Regions from separate parts of the Zea mays genome. Here region 1 is linked to region 2. Evidence: chromatin contacts called from public Hi-C data. All regions are on one chromosome and are shown on one strand. Each heading gives the region's core, a stretch centred on a gene start, on an enhancer-like site or on the middle of the called end of the contact. The rest is flanking DNA. Distances are from core to core; before and after follow the strand shown. Region 1 has its middle 170 kb from the start of LOC103653283. Region 2 overlaps LOC103653283 (a long non-coding RNA gene).

What was found. A called contact is a pair of places that touch in the nucleus more often than the background predicts.
Region 1: a contact with region 2 is called in a Hi-C map of tassel, with 2.8 times the contacts expected there. The contact joins two enhancer-like sites. A contact is called at or near these places in 2 of 25 Hi-C or Micro-C datasets (leaf and tassel).

What each region holds. Positions count from the first base shown.
Region 1 is chr4:58,606,507-58,610,897 of Zm-B73-REFERENCE-NAM-5.0, forward strand. No RefSeq gene overlaps it. Among protein-coding and RNA genes, the nearest start is that of LOC103653283, 170 kb to the left of the region's middle. Within about 2 kb of position 2,590, at least 17 of the 20 cell types and tissues checked have an H3K27ac peak or open chromatin away from gene starts, as enhancers often do. A contact at or near this core is called in leaf and tassel, where this site is marked.
Region 2 is chr4:58,438,143-58,442,023 of Zm-B73-REFERENCE-NAM-5.0, forward strand. It overlaps LOC103653283 (a long non-coding RNA gene), which reads left to right. Exons shown (of 3, transcript XR_565377.2): 2 at 1,953-2,007; 3 at 2,094-2,690. Among protein-coding and RNA genes, the nearest start is that of LOC103653283, 3.8 kb to the left of the region's middle. Within about 2 kb of position 2,374, at least 9 of the 20 cell types and tissues checked have an H3K27ac peak or open chromatin away from gene starts, as enhancers often do. A contact at or near this core is called in leaf and tassel, where this site is marked.

The DNA.
Region 1 (4,391 bases), core at 1,340-3,839, 170 kb after region 2:
TTCTTTTGTATGAGGCTGCATATGGCGAGGCGATGTCTAGTCAGCACGGACCAGACTATGACTAGAGGACCTCACCTATTGATCCTCAGGCTGTGTATGCAAGTGGTGGAAAACCTCATGGAAGGTGAGGACTCTACATATCTTATATTGTTTCATTGGTTGAGTGAAATACATGTATTCTTAATCTATCGTGATGTTACTTGTTTTGTAGGTACACAATGTTTGCTAATGTCATCGACTCGAGCCAGGTGAGGGTTCAACGTGGAGGTTCATCGAGGTCTCCTGCTTGTAGCTCCCGTCGCTCCACTCAAGATCCAGCAGAAGTGGAGCAAATGCAAGAAGAACTTAGGCGACATCAGGATTACTTGAAGCAACAAGCTGCGCAACATGAATATTATGCTACGCAGATTCAGCAACAACAAACACTCATACAAGTAAGTTCAAAAGATAATAACTTTCACTTTAAGATATGTATTGATTTAAAACGCTGATGTGAATGAGTTCGACAAATTTGTTGCAACTAGCATAGGCCCAAGGGATACACATCCCGGTGCCCCCACCACCACCTCCCATTCATTATCCTTGGTCTTCACCTCCACCTATACCTACATATCCATCTACCGAACATCAGGTATGCATATTCATCATCATTTACTTATTGTTAGTTATATTATGATGTAACTCAGCAAATGCCATTTGTACATGTATATTAGACCCATCCAGCTACCTTGCCGACGCATGAACAAGACGACGGGTTAGACTTTGTCGAAACCCTCTTCAACAGTGGAGGTATCGACCATCACTCTTCACTGTAACCCGATGGTGATCGGCGACCGTGAGCTTCCATGTTTTTGCATTCTGATACTTGAGACTTTTATTATGACTATGTATGAGATATTGTCTCCTATTAGTACTGGATGATGAGATGTGTCTTATTATGACTATGGATGAGACTTGTGATGTAATTGATGAGACTATGGATGAGACTTTTGTGATGTAATTGATGAGACTATGGATTTAAATATTGATATGTGATTGTGTGTGAGATGTTTTATGTGAAAATATGTTGTGCTATATAGCTGTTGATATATTTGTTATGTTGTGGAATGTGGTGTAAAATATAAACAACATTTATAATGCTGGTCAAATTAACTTCCTAGAGGCTTATTAAGCCGTAGGAAGTTAGCTAGCTAACTTTGTAGGGGCTACAGTCAGACGTAGAAAGTTAGCCAGCTAACTTCCTAGGGGCTACAGTCAGCCGTAGGAAGTTAGTCGTAGAAAGTTAGTCAGCTGATGGCGTGAAGCTACTAACTTCCGAGAACCTACTAACTTCCGATAGGCTTCATTGGCTGTAGCAAGTTAGCTAACTTTCTAGAGGGCTCTAGAAAGTTAAGCTAACTTCCGACAAAAAAATTCCGAGAGCCAAACTTCCGACGGGGTGGCTTAACTTCCGAGAGTTTCGCTAACTTCCTAGAGTTTAGGGCTAACTTTCTAGGGTTTAGGCTCTAGGAAGTTCACTATTTTGGTGTTGTGGTAAAGCTCTTTGGAGGCAAGCACGGTGGCCTACTCTAGATCTTCTTCAAATCCATTGCCTAACTCCTTATGAGCGAGCGCATGCACCGGCCTTTTATGGATCAATGTCAAGCTCCTTTGGACCAACTACGTCGAACACCTCCATAGCTCTCTGTAAGGTCATTGGTGACAAGCACGCTAGGTGATCATCACCACCTCTATACCTCTTGTATTCCTCTTTCCCCCCTATTTCTATATCATTGGTTCTGGGTTAGAGCAACTGCTTTTTGTTGAAGAAGCTGCTTATCTGAGAAGTTGGCTCATTGTCTACTTTTACTTCGTTCTAAGAAGCATTTAAATTGATAAGCTGCTACGAAACACCATAGTTGGTACAGGTTCTACAAATTAAGTTGTGAGCTAGATCAGCTTGTTGGCTATGACAAGTTCTTTAGGCCAACCTAGCATATAAAAAGCGAAACGACGGATCATACCTGGAACATAAGGTACAAGACCCAGTTCGGCCCGATCATGTACATCCATACCTGTGTGCATGCGCACGGGCGCGTTTGTGGTAGCGTGCGTCCACAACACTCGACACACGTATAACTGGATCCGTCGCTTAGGGCATGTACAATGGTGTTTAATGTAGAGACTCTTGAGGTGTTATTTGCAAAAAATCGTGGAGCCGTATCTCCGCGAAGTGACGTGTCTAGCTCTTAAACCAAGTAGCAACGTTGTACAAACACATTTATTTCTGTATTTATTAATAGACTACATTTATAAACACTTTATTGTATAATATAGTTTCTTAGTTATCTTTATAATTGGAGAACCGTTTTTGATATCTCTCGGGCATATATGGCCTTAGATCCGTGGTGGTGCCGTGTTCTGTGGCCTGCTTGTCTGTAGCAGCTTTGACTGCATCCGGGGGAGGCGCCAGCCCGCCGGCTGTGTAGCGTTTCCCGCGCGGCGCGCAACGCAAAGCACAAGCTCAGGAAACCGCGGCGGCCCTTGGCCCCCCGTTACGAGCCAGAGCCGGCCATGCGACGTGCGCGCGGCTGATCGGGAGAGGCCAGGCCACCCAGGGCTGGCTATGCCTGCCGCGCGGGCGCGCGTCTCAATTTGGCCGTTGCGTGCTCCATGCGCCACCCTCCGCGGCGAGGCCGCACGCAGTCACCGACTCGACCCGACCTTGTGCCGGCCCCTTGCACTCCAAGAGCTTCCAGTACGTAGCAGTGAACTGTAAATTGCTCATCGCCATGCATGTTTTCATGGCGATGGAAGAGACAAATTCATTTCTCCTGGATGAACAGACAGCTTTGAGTGGATCTTGCATGAAATTTTATTATTACTATTTGAATTGAAGCCATTCCTTAAGCCTCCACGTTCGACGCCCTCACAAAGTAACAATCTAATAAATTCTCGCAAAAAGGAGAAAAAACATCTAGAAACTAAAAGTCGTTGGTGCAATGGTTGCATTTTTTACACATCTGATCATCTAAATTTCTCATAGAAAAAGTAAATTACTACCGAAAAAAAGAATCCAGACTCTGATAGTAGTCCTAGTTAAATTAGAACCGGTACCAAAATAAGATTTAGGGCCTGTTTGGAAATTATTTTTTCTCAAAACCACAGTTTATAATACCACGGTTTATTGTAATTCATGACACAACTATAATATATTTTACATTAGTCCAATTCAACGCCTGTTTGGAGATAAATTATTCTAATTATAGTGTAGAAGAAGAGAAGACTGTAGTTACGTGTAAACTAAAAACTTTGGTCCAAACTAGATATCCTTTAGTATCCATTTTTGCAATCAACCGATGCTAACACAACAACAAAAACCGAAACTTTTGTAGGCCGAAATAAATTATATGCGTTTTTAGCTATGCCTACAAAAATTAGCCAATTTTCGTGAGTCCTTAAACAGTCAATAAAAATTAATATTTTTTGTCAGGTGCTGTCAGACAATCAACATAAATTATGCATTTTACACCGTCATTCGTGCCTTTTTCTCCCTCTCATTCTTTTCTCCCGCTCTCAGTCACTCCCGCCTCCACGTACCTCGTCGCCAGGGGCCCGGCGCCTGCCTTATCAAATGCAGCGCTCTAGCATAGATTCTTCTGTGCTTTTCTCCATCCAACAAAATTAGTATAATTTTTATTGACCACCCATAAAATTTAAATATATCAAGCTAATAAATATTAATTATTATATGGTTACTTTAATAATCAACATGCATTTTTAGTATACTAGTTTGGTAAAACTAACTATAATGGAATATTTAACGGCTAGTTTTTAAACTAAAATATCTACTATCTATTAAGTTAATAGTGTAGACCACAGCACAACCATATACCCTCACCCCTACCCCTGCCTCGCTTTGCCTGTCCCGCCCGCCACGCAATGCCCGCCCCCTCCCCCCCTGCAATAGACGCCCCTGCCCGGGCGCCCCCTCCGTTTCGTGCGGCTCCCGTGAGCCCGCCGTCCTCCCCCCACACCGCTCCCTCCCCATGATATTGTCGCCCCCTTCCGGATACCTGCTATCCTCCCTCGTCTCACTCCCTCGCCCCCGATAGATAGCCGACAATCTCCCCGAGTTCTTGCATAAAAGGGAGGGGTTTTACCAACCAACAACGCCTGGGTGCTGTAGTACTAGGTAGAGGTACCATGTCGGGCACCGTGGGCGATGGGAAGTCGGTGGGGCGCTTCTTGGTGAGGAGGTGGAGCATCTCATTCGCGGCAACGGAGATTAGAGAGGAGGATGCGCGCGAGGCGCAGCGGCTGAAGCTCGTGGCGGTGGCGTCCATCTTGGCGTCGGGCACGGCGGGGGTGCTGGTCCCGCTGCTGGGCCGCTCCGCCTCGACGCCGCGCAC
Region 2 (3,881 bases), core at 1,124-3,623:
TTATGATACCACTTCTGTCACACCCGGATTTAGGGGGCAAACCCGGGCGCAAATCAAATGTGTTCTAGGATCAAGTCTCACACATATGATGACTCATGGTACATAAACGAAAGTTAAGTCTTTAATATATAATGGAGTTCTGTACAAAATAGTTAAATGATTACATCATACAAAGACAACGATCCAGCAACCATAGTTGACTGGGAGACGACGACCTAGACCTCTTAAGAACTCATCGCGACATCCTTCATGCTCCTCGTCTTGCAGTACCTGTTCTTGACCTGGGGGATGTGAGTACAATAAGGGTGAGTTCACATACGTTCATAAATTCACTTACAGTGGGGCTCATGTGAAGTGTAAGACTTACCAAAGGAGATGGTTAAAGCTGAGCATTGCTTTTAAAGTTGGTCAAAGTTTTATTAGCAGTTACTAAGTATAAGTGGATACCAAACCAAATAAATAAGAGATCACAATTATTAATAACACCCACGATGCAATGCAAATGATAAATTAAGTTTAGTTCCATAAATTACTCATATGAGTGTCCGAGCCGCTCATGACCGTGAGCACGACTGATATACCAGTTTTACACTCTCCAGAGGTTGTGCATCGATCTTACCCACAAGTCATGTTACCCATCTTCCACGTGGTCATGAATCCCATACAACTTTACCGGGGAGGCGAGGCAGGGTAGCACTACGAGGCCTTTCTAAAGTTCCACTAGTTCAAAAAAACTCACTACGGATTCAGAAAGAAGGAAGCGTAGTAATCCCTCGTCCGAAAAGCCATCACATATCAGTTTTCATGACGACTAAGATGTAATAACTTTATTTTATTTCGATGTACTTATTTTCTATGAAATGTTGTATCACGTGATGCAGTGGATGTTAATTTATCACGATATTGGTTGCGAAGGAAAAGTTTGAGATCCTTCGCGATTTCATCGGACCCAGGGGCGGATCTAGGAGGGGGGCTGCCGGGGCTGCAGCCCCGGTCGCCCCATGACACCTATTTTATGATGTGTCCTAATAGTATATACTCCATCTATTTTAAAATAGTAGTCATCATTTTAGGAAATTAGTAGGTTTATATAATTTTTGATTGATGCATGTGTTTTATATATATGTCTAGATTCATCATCATCCATTTGAATATAGACATAAAAACAAAGAGCTAAAAGGACAACTATTTTGAAACGTGTGAGTATATTATAACATAAATACAGCCTATAAAGGTTAACTAAGATAGGCCACAACCTTCTTTCTAATCGTGTCATTCAGCACATGTATTTGGCCTCTATCTGTGCCACCAGCACGCTAGGTGGTAGCGCGCGCATCCACGCTGGATCCCGTCCATGCTTCAGCAGTGTAAATCCACGCCACCACACATGACGTATTCATGAGCTAGCGCGCACGGCCAATGCACATCTAACAGTTAGCAGCGCGCATGTACCCAACGCAAGGGGCACAAGCCAGGGGCGACGACAGGGGGGACACGGGAGCAATGCCCCCCTAATGCTCCCCTAATTCTATAGGACATGTTAGTTTTTAGCTAATTCTCATGTAAATAGTACAAAAAATGCTTCTAACAACCCCCTTATTCTAATTTGGTCCCCGTAATTTTGGATCCTGGCTTCGCCCCTGCTGCAAGCAGCACCATGACAGACCTGCTGCAACATGCTAGGACATCAGGCCTGCGACGACGTCGTCGTGGCACTCACCCCCAAGATAGCCACTAGTGGCTCCGTCAAACATATTTTAACATATAGCCCCTACTTTGATCCAATCCTGGATCCGCCACTGATCGGACCCCTAGGTTTATAAAGGTTCAAATGTGTTAAATCATTGTCATGCAATTGGTTTTCGTACTTTATTTCTTATAAATCTGGTTGAGTCGCTGCATTAATAATACCGCGATTTTGTCATTCGGTGATACATATTAGTCTACTGCAGAGCAGAAACGGAACGGTGACACCAGTTTCCTTCCCTTCTATTTGGCGTTCAAAAGGTAGGCTAAATTTTAGTCTAGTCTACCCGAACACCACTCGGATTGGTCTCCGCTAACGTTTTTTCCCCTCTTGTCTTATACAACAGGAGTTTAGGGGCGTGTTCGGTTGGCTGCAAGCCGACACTGTTGCAGCTGTTTGGACTGCTGCAGCTGCAATCCATAGAGAGAAAAATACTGTAGAAGCCGCAGCCGCAGCCGGATTGCAGCCGCAGCAAGCCGCAGCGAACAAGCTGTAGGTTTCTTGTGTCTTGCGGTCTGAAATGGAGCTTCCGTCAGAAAAATCAATATGCTGTCATGACGAGACGAGACTTGAACAGCTCCTCTCCAGGCTGGCCCAAAACAAGTTCAGCCTGGCCCATACGAAGGTTTCGGCAGCCTGGGCTTTGTCTGACGAAAGCTTTCGGTGCATCTGGAGCAGTTACTCATGGATTTGGTACGTCCCGCTTTGTCTGAATCATGAAAAGTCGCGTGTTCGATCTGCAATCATGATGCATTTGGAGCTAGCAGTTACTCATGGATTCCTGGTGCGTGCATCTTCTGGTCTCTGCTGCATGCATGCAGAATCATGGTGGGTTTTTTTAATTATGCAAGTGTTTGCTTATTTTCAGCAGCGATGTCCAATTCAATAATAGTGTCTTGTAAAGATTTTTTTTTTGATGTTTATGGAATCCATTATTGTGCCAATCCCAGCCTATCAGATGCCTACGGAGGGCGCTCATCTTGTTATTCCACCTTTGAACTGAGTTGCGGCCTTTCATTGGCTTGCTCCAAATTCCTATGACAAGACTATATAGAAATCATCACGTAGGAACCAGCTTAGTTCTACTTTGAATTGTCTTTTTGTTTCTTGTGTAAGCTGGAGAACCAGTGTCTAATAGAAGGGGGTATGATCCGAGACCCCACGATCTAGGGCCTTAACAGAAACAAAAGGATATTTGGATTCCCAATCTGAAGACATTAGAATGCGGTCTAATTTGTCATAGGTTGGAATGGGAAGGGAATTGGCCCAAGTGAATTGACGTCCCATCAAATCAATTTCCCAAAGGTCAAAGCTATCTATAACAACATTGAACAAGAAAGGCTATCGACCATTGAATCTATCATCTATCGTTGTTCTTCTCCTTGCTATTCCTTAGAATATTAAAGTCACCACCTATTAGCATGGGCAATGGATTTTGTTGACAAGCTCTGACTAGCTCAGATAAGAAGACTATTTTGAATTCATCCTGAGCTAGACCATAAACTGCCATAAGAATCCATTTGAATTTATCTACCTTATCGTAAATATGAAATTTAATATAAAATCCCCCTTCCACAATTAGAGACAAGTCAAGCACAGTAGCATTAACACCCAATAAAATTCCACCAGATCTCCCTCGCGGGGAAGACAATGCCAAATAAAATCCTTGTCCCCTGAAAGGCGAGCGAGGCTTGTTTTTGACATGTCATGCTTCCCAGTTTCCATGATAGCCACAAAGTTCAAATCATATTCTTTAATGGCTTCATCAATGAAACGATATTTAGCCAAGTCCGCTAGACCTCTACTATTTCAAAAAAAATCCTTTCGTTAGAAAACTAGATTATTTATTTTAAAGGCTTTATTTTTTTCTTAAACTGGACTTTGATTTGCGACTGGTAACTATAAGGTCACAAATTCTTGTGTCAAGTTCCAAGTCATCAAAGCTTACATATGTTATATCCTTTAACAAGTGATCAACTAGGGTATTGTCCATAACAGTATCCTGATTATCACTGTCAAGAGAGAGATCTTATTTTTAGTTTTTCTGCTAGTTTCAAAGATTTTGAAGGAGTTACAGTGCTTCTATCAACCTCAATACATTTTAGAGCATTAATAGATAGATTAACTATTTTAT